2 separate regions of the Mus musculus genome follow, and region 2 is linked to region 1. A link is a contact called in public Hi-C data. All regions are on one chromosome and are shown on one strand. The core of a region is the stretch at or near the end of the contact, and the rest is flanking DNA. Distances in the headings are between cores, read along the strand shown.

The links. A called contact is a pair of places that touch in the nucleus more often than the background predicts.
Region 2: a Hi-C map of pancreatic cancer cells shows a contact between it and region 1, with 6 times the contacts expected there. The contact joins two enhancer-like sites. A contact is called at or near these places in 10 of 39 promoter capture datasets (the 3T3-L1 cell line, the HPC-7 cell line, cranial neural crest and 5 more), 1 of 15 datasets of contacts at CTCF or cohesin (stem cell-derived epiblast-like cells), 54 of 484 Hi-C or Micro-C datasets (the AML12 cell line, the C2C12 cell line, CD4 T cells and 34 more), 8 of 115 datasets of contacts at active chromatin or transcription factors (embryonic basal ganglia, embryonic stem cells, extraembryonic endoderm stem cells and 3 more) and 1 of 9 other capture datasets (embryonic stem cells).

What each region holds. Positions count from the first base shown.
Region 1 is chr1:88,344,154-88,348,199 of GRCm38.p6, reverse strand. It overlaps Trpm8 (transient receptor potential cation channel, subfamily M, member 8), which reads right to left. Exons shown (of 27, transcript NM_134252.4): 13 at 1-156. Among named protein-coding and RNA genes, the nearest start is that of Gm51639, 14 kb to the right of the region's middle. Within about 2 kb of position 2,394, at least 22 of the 459 cell types and tissues checked have an H3K27ac peak or open chromatin away from gene starts, as enhancers often do. A contact at or near this core is called in the AML12 cell line, the C2C12 cell line and pancreatic cancer cells, where this site is marked.
Region 2 is chr1:89,189,516-89,193,561 of GRCm38.p6, reverse strand. No RefSeq gene overlaps it. Among named protein-coding and RNA genes, the nearest start is that of Gm34331, 88 kb to the right of the region's middle. Within about 2 kb of position 1,916, at least 91 of the 459 cell types and tissues checked have an H3K27ac peak or open chromatin away from gene starts, as enhancers often do. A contact at or near this core is called in the AML12 cell line, the C2C12 cell line and pancreatic cancer cells, where this site is marked.

The sequences.
Region 1 (4,046 bases), core at 1,145-3,644:
GTACACTAGGGTGCTGAAGTGGGTGGAGAAGAGCTCTGTGAGGACTTCATTGGTGAGAAACTTCTGCAGATTCAGGCCATTCTCCAGAAAGAGGCGGACAAACTTGGGTCTGTCCTTTATGAGAGCCGTGAACATGACCTCCTGAAGGTCGGCAGACTAAAGAGACAGAAGAGAGGAGAGCTCATACCACAAGGCCAACGAAGAAAACACTAAGTCTCTGCATTCCAGCCACAACATCCTAGCATCTTCAGCGTCTCTCTCCATCCTGCTTTGACAATAGAATTCATATTTTCAGCATCTAGACGGGAAAGCAGCAGAGTGGAGCCTTTGAATGTGGGAACGCACTTTGAATACGAAGGTACTTATATGGTGACAGCACGCCCACTTAAGCATGACATGGGTCAGGAACCAACTTTGGCAGAAAGGGCATCAGGGAGGAGAAGCCACCAGTGGGAGTCTACAGTAGACACTGTGAACCAGCTGTCAGTGCTGCCTGTCCACACCATGGGCTCTGCTGCCCTTCCTAGGTAAAAATCTCACCTTCTCTACAGTGGCAGAGTTCTCAGACAGTTGCCAAAATGAAACCCATCAAGCCACATACTGTCTAGCAAAGATCTGGGGTGTCACAGCAGCAAATCACTGGAACACTAGGTGCTGGCTACCTGTGTCAGTGTGTCCTGAGTGTCTGGTAAAATGGTCCTACTGAGCTTTCCCAAGAATCCTTTGATTCTTATTTATTTTTAGATAGGGTCTTAACTTGGTATCCCAGTCTGGCCTGAAACTCACCACATGACCCATGCTGGCTTTGGATTCATGGCACTCCTCCTGTATCTGCCTCCCAAAGGCTGAGATTACAGGCAGAAGCCATTGTCTAGTTTTCCTAAGAGTCTAAAGAAAGATCAATGCTCTCTTTTAGCCACAATCCAGTAGGTTTGCTCTGTATCGACTCTCCGGTGTATTATATGGCTTCCATGATATTTATTATAAGTTAGTTTCATTGCCAACACTCACAGATTCAAGGGATCATCAAGATTTTATTTTGAGCATTAAAAGTGGAAGGCGCAAGGTCTGACAACAGGGAAACCTCCCTTAGAAGCCTGTGGCATGTATTCCCAGGAACCCGGGCCCCCTGGCGCCCACTGAATCCATGACTCCTCACCACTAGCAGCCTACTTCACTCTCTCCATTCCTTGTCTGGCCCTCACTGCAATGGCAGCTTCGATGCTTTTATATTGGCCTAATACTGTTTACTTACATTCACATCTTGCCTAGGAGAAATTGTTAAGGGATCTTTGGGTCCTCCACTCTGTTTTTATTTTTTAATTTAATTTTTATAATTTAATTTTTTTTTACTTATTCACTTTATACCCTGCTCACTGGCCCCCTCCCAGGCACACCCTCTCATAATCCTTCCCCCATCACCTACCCTACTCATCTGAGTGGGTGGGCCTCCCTGGGTATCCTTCCCCCACCCCCAGCATTTCAAATCTCTGCAGGGCTAAGTGCTTCCTCTCCCATTGAGGCCAAACAAGACAGCCCAGCTAGTAAAACATATCCCAAGTACAGGCAACAGCTTTTGGGATATCCCCAGCTCCAGTTGTTCAGGACCGACATGAAGGTCAAGCTGCACATCTGCTACATATGATCAGGGAGGCCAAGGTCCAGCCCATGTATGTTCTTTGACTGGTGGTTGAGAGTCTGAGAGCCCCAAGGGTCCAGGTTAGGTGACTCTGTTGGTATTTCTGTGGAGTTCCTGTCCTCTCCAGGGATCCCCGACTCTGTAGATCTCTCTGGGATCAGCAGGTAAGAGGTTCATCTGGTGAGAATGATAGCTCCATTTTCTCCACTGTCCTCAAAGCATATGTCCATTACACCTACTATCTTGCATTTCGTTCCATGTGTGTGTGCTTCCCCATTGGCACCACACTAGACAGTGTGAGGCAGCAGCTCTCAAACACGGGGACTTGCTACGTCAGACTACTGGCAATCAACCTTGCTTTCTAACTCAGCAAGCTTGAAATGGAACATAGCAGTTTATACCACTAGCGAGTTACTGGGTTACATTGTCACTGGTCCTGGGACCACCCTGAAAGCCACTTGTATACAGGAAAAGAAAAGCTTTGCACACACGTGCACACATGCACAGACACACACACACACACACACACACACACACACACACACACACACACACACACACACACACACACACTCATTTGTTTTCAAACCTCGATTCTACCAGTCTTTAGTTCAATGAGTCAGAACAAGATTTCTGTCTCTGAGCCTCAGTTTGTTTTGTTCTGCTCGGTGAAAACAAATGAGACAACCCAGGTCATGCTCTTTCAGAGATTCAAGCTCAGAGCAGCACCTCCCCCAGACACCACCAGGAGCCCCCATCCAGTAACATCTGGTGCTCTGACTCACTTGTCAACAAAATGAGATCATCTCTGCTGTAGGTTGATGTGAGTAGCTAGGAAATCACTATGTGCATTGTGAAACACTGCATGAGGTCATTTTAAAATTTACTTTTAAGTGGATAATAGTATAGATCTTAGTAAGAGCCAGTGTTCTAAGTCGTTTAGAAACACCATCTAATTCAATCAGTGTAACAACACAATGTGAAAGGTGTTACAGCTAGTCTCTGTGTTTTCAGGCAAGCCGGACAAATCTTTAGCAATAGCTCTCTATTCTAGAGGAACACGCACCCTGACACAGTCTCTGCTGAGTCCTATGGTGCACATACTCCTGCCGTGGTGAGTTTTCGGCTACTACTGTGATACCTCTGAATGCAGAACCAGAAATAGTTCTAGAGGCTCCCACTACTAGACAGGATCTTAGACTAGTGGGCTCACACTAGACAGCAGGGTCCTTTATTAGTGAAGGTCCTAACAGCAGGCAGCAGCAGCAGAAGTAAACCCACCCCACAAACACAATTTCTAAAATAAGTAGAAAGTCATGAGTTGGTGAGTTGGTGGGGAGGCATTGTATGTGTGGGGCGCAGGTGTGCATGTGCAGGTGTGCATGTGTGCATGTGTGCAGGTGTATATATGCAGATGTGTATGTGCAGGTGTGTGTGTAGGTGTGTGTGTGTGTGTGTGCGCGCGCGCATGCGTGCAGATGTGTGCCCCTGATAGTGCTCATGAAAAGGCCAGAGTAAGGACATCACATCTCTTTCTCTCTCACTGGACTCTTTATTGCCCTGAGGCTGGACCCCTAACTAAACATGAAGCTGGTCTCTTTGGCCAGCTTCTGTAGCCAGTGAGCTCTTAGGATCTACCAGTCTCCATCCCTCGGTGCGGGCATTACACACACACACACACACACACACACACACACACACACAGCCAGATGCAGAATTTTATGTGACTGCCAGTGATTTGAACTCATGGCTTCATGCTTGCAGAGTAAATGCCCTAGCCCACTAAGCTTTCTCCACCATCCTCCAAGACATTAGCCTTGATTATGTCTTACTTTTGATTTTCACACAATTTCTTCAAATTATAATGTTGTATGCTTCAATTTTTAATAATGACTATATTCAACAACCAACCCCATGCATTTCTGAAAACTTAGCAACTAGCTTTTGCAAGCCAGTATGAGTTGGCTCCAGTATGGTACTGTACAATTAACTTAACAGAGCATAGTTGAGGACCTTGCCCATTGACACACAGATAGCTACTCCAGCAATCAAACTCTTAACCTCCTTGTCCTTCCCCCTAACCACCTTCATCCGAGGTAATAAAATTAAATGTATAATGTTCACAAGTGTCTATGTTTGTTTATTTACCATCTGACCTTATTTAAATAGAATAGTCTTCTCACAGGGATTCATTTATGAATCAATTAATTAATGCAGTTATACTTCTACTTTCCCTCCATTAACTAAAGTTGTGTGCTGTATAATAGGCTTCATTATAGTGCAAAGACCAAACACCACACAATGTTTGCTAAAGGGATGAATAACTCAAAAATTCATGAACCATTACTATTTCTACTGCCGTCATTAAAATTGATCACGTTAATGTAAATCAAGTCCTGATGATACA
Region 2 (4,046 bases), core at 667-3,166, 850 kb before region 1:
CGCTTAGATAGCTGGGTGTGGTGGCACATACCTCTAGTCTCAACTTTTTTTTTAAGATTTTTTTATTTGTTATATGTAAGTACACTGTATCTATCTTTAGACACTCCAGAAGAGGGAGTCAGATCTCCTTATGGATGGTTGCGAGCCACCATGTGGTTGCTGGGATTTGAACTCAGGACCTTTGGAAGAGCAGTCGGGTGCTCTTTTTGGCTGAGCCATCTCACCAGCCCCTAGTCTCAACTTTTGAGAGGTGAGGCCCATGGATTCCTCATTAATGGGGTCAAGGCCAGTTTGAGAGCTTATCTCAAACAAACAAACAAACAAACAAAGTAGCAACGGATGTAAGGAAAAGAAAGAAGCAAAGAAACATAGAAAGAAACAAATATTTCTTAGAAGACGATCTAGTTCCTTATTCCCAAGAAGCTGTGGGGCCCAAATCCAGATCTAAGCATCTTGGTGGACCAGAGGCCTCCGATGAGAGGCTGGATTTAAAACACTGCCACCTTATGGCGGAGGGAGGAACTGCACTTGTGGTCTCTGAGTCCGGTGAGTGCCTAGTGGCTATGCTCATGTTTCATGAGTACAATGTGTGCTACTTGGGGTGTTGGGGATCCCATGATTTGTATCCTTTAAAAAGCAGGAAAAGCTGGGAAGAACGTCAAAGGTCTAGTAGATGGGTGGTTCATGGAGGAGCAATGACCCTAGGCAAGCAAGCAGTCATTAACACAGGCAGAGAGGGGACGGGAGAGGCGAGTACTTGGATTCCCACAGTTCAAGCACATCAGCGAGGGACCCAGACTGACACCAGTGCAGAGTCTTCCTTGTCTGATTGGCTGGCAGGTGATCCACCCTTCTGGCTTCCACCAGTGCCCTGGGGCCCCATCACTTTCTGACTGGGAGACTGTTCATAAGCTACTTCCTCAGGCGAATGCTTGCTGTACATTTCTTTGCCGACTTCACCCAGCTCCAGCCTTGAACAGAAGCCCTGATCCCCATAGACCCTGCCTCGGTGGGACTGGTTGACTCTCTTATCTTAGCTGCTGAGAGTCAGGTCCCAAGTAGGAGTGTCTGGGACTTCCTTCCTTTCTTGCTACTTAAAATGTCTTGATTAGATTTTCCAGCCTTATCAGCTGTGAAAGGCAGAGAGACGTCTAGCTGCAGGCAAACCCTGCCGCAGACACCTCCTGCTCAACTCTGCTCTGGAGAGTTCCTGGAAGAAGTGTGTAGCCTCTCAGAGAGGATCTGGTGTTTTAGAGTCTTCTAGGAGAGGAAAATTCAGGTGGCAATATCTTTGAGGGCAGAACAGATTTCTTGATTTAACCTTGCTTTGAAGGCCAACCAAGGTTCCCCGGCTTGAAGGCAGATCTTTCTCCCAGGCTCACCTGCAGTTCATACAGAACTTTCTCGAGGCCCAGCCATGTGGTCACCTGTTGACACTATGGAGCCGTGGATTCAAGGTCACCTAGATACGGTATCTCACAGAACATCTGACCTGGAAAGGTGCTCTCTGTCTTGTCTCTCTTGTCCCTTTAGAGGAGGGGACTCCACACCATTTGGCTGCTGTCACAGGGTGTTCTAGAACACCCTAGAGTCTGCTGACATGACATCCATTTTCTTTTAAGGTTTATTCATTTTATGAGGATGTGTGTGTGTGTGTGTGTGTGTTTGCCCACCTGTATGTTTGCACAGCTTTCCTGCTTAGTACCCAAAGAGGCCAGTAGAGGGAGTCAGGTCCCATGGACCTGGAGTTTTCCGGCAGTTTTGAGCTGCCATGTGGGTGATGGAATTAAACCTAGGTTGTCTGAAAGAAGAGTCAATGTTCTTAACTACTGAGCCCTCTCTCCAGTCCTGTATTCATATTTGAGTGCATTAAGTGGACTATGTGCATGCAGTGCCTGCAAAGGTCAGAAGAGGGCGCCAGATCCCTCTGAGCTGGGGTTAGAAATGTTTGTGACTCACAGTGGAAATCCGCTGGGGTCCTCTCCAAGAGCGCGAAGTAAGTGTTCTTAATCTTTCCAACCCTGCAATCTGCTTTCCACAGCGGGTCACTGCGGTTCTCTTAGTGCAATCTTGACGTCATTTCGGATAGAAATTTTGACAGAGAAATCTGTAAGGGCACTGGCCTTTAGTGGTTCTTCAAGTCTCAGCAATTTCTCACTGAGATAAGATGCAGACCCCTCTTTGAAGCTGACTTTGCTGAGCACTCTTACCCTCCTTCTGGAATGGCATGCTTGGAATGTGATTTCAGCTTATCAGCCTCCTCCCCAGCGGCCAAGGCAGTAGCTAGTCTCCAAGGCGTCCAGAAACCTTCACCTTCTAAGCCTCTATAAAACTGAACTTGCCCATAGCCGCCCCCACCTCTCTTCTAGTCTCAACCTGTTGGCTCTGGATCCCTCCTCCCCTGAGTGACCTCTGGTCTCTTTCAGTGCTGAATGCCCTGGGGGAGGGGAGGGGGAGGGGGAGGGGGAGGGGAGGGGGAGGGGGAGGGTAAGAATCAAAGCCATTCTAGAAACTTCTGTCTTGTACTTTGATGATTTGGAAATTCCATGGTGAAAAAAATATGGACTTCCGCTTTTAATTAATAAAAAAAAAAAAAAAAAAACACCCCTGGGCCAAACTATGGGATTAAGTCAATAATAAGTTCCAAATCCAGGAAGCAGATGTTCCGAGGCCGGTTTATTTATTCAACATGGTGTGACGCTGAGACCTAGCTGCATAAATGCTCTTACAAGACGGGAAATCCTTCCCAAGGAATTTTGTACACAAGAAGCCCCCTTTCCTGTCCCCTTATCTCCAAGGCTCTGCTTTGATGCTTTACCTCATGGCTGACTTGGTTCCCTCTGCAATTCTCGGGTCTCAGTCACCTGACCTTGAGCCAAAGACCCCTTGAGCAAATCTCCCGGACTGTAGGGAGGATAATGAATTACTCCAAATACATTTGCCTCCGCTGCTGCGTTGTCGTTAAGGAGAAATGGTACTTTAGTCTAAGAAAATGACTGTGCACTGAGATACCATTCCACCGTGAACTAGCCCTGGGTAAATTATTTTATCAGCATAATACATAATGATTTTAGAAAGCTTAAGGGATTGGAAGAGAGTCATGGGGCCCCATTCACAGAGCATGCATTTTGGCTTTTGGAGATCTGGATTTACAAAATGAAACGGATTCTCCGGCTGCCTTGGGGGCCAACGCTTTAGTTAATTTAATTTTCTGGATACATAAAGCTAATCCAGAGGTTTGTCTCAGCTCCTTAAACAATCTTAGTTCAATGTGACGGCTGGAAATGTGGCTTCCCTTTCTGAGAAACCATGTGTGGGTAGCCCTGACATGTGAACTGTGTTAGGCTGGATAGAATGGATTGAAGGTTTTATGTGATAGGGCATCTTCCTCGGTGGCCCATAACAGACTCCTTAAACTGCCTTTTACACTAAGGTTGGTGCTGGCTTCTTGTACAAAATAGGCTTGTCCTCTGGCTGTGGTAGGTATGTCACCTGCCCCACAGAGCCTGAGAACTGGGGACTTTCTCTTAGATGTTGTGGAGTACACACAAGATGTCAATTTCTCCCAAGAGCTGAAATTATTGATGTGTTTATAAAAAATATAAAGAGAAGGGAATATGTTCTATGGAAGTGTGATGCAGTATGGAGGGGAAGGGAGTGTCTCTACAGGCCCATACCAAGGCATCCCTCCCCGCTGGGGGACCAGCCACACAAAGGTATAGTATAAAATAGAGTTTATTCAGGGCATGCAGAGGGGAGTTAAGAGGGTAGTAGAGGCAGAGAAAGGCAAAGAGAGAGAGCAGTAGAGGAGAAGAGGCCGGCCATGAGCACGTGGGGTGTGGAGGTGTTGGGGGGGGGAGGGGAGGGAAGCAAAGAAACAAGAGACAACAAGAATGAGAGGAAGAATGGGGCAATCAGCCCCTTTTTTGTGGGTCAGGTCTACCTGGCTAGCCAGGTAACTGTGAGGTGGAGTTTAGACAGAATGCTGTCAATCATGACACTTGAACTTGGGATCTGGGATTGGTCAAGATGGAACTAAGTGGCAG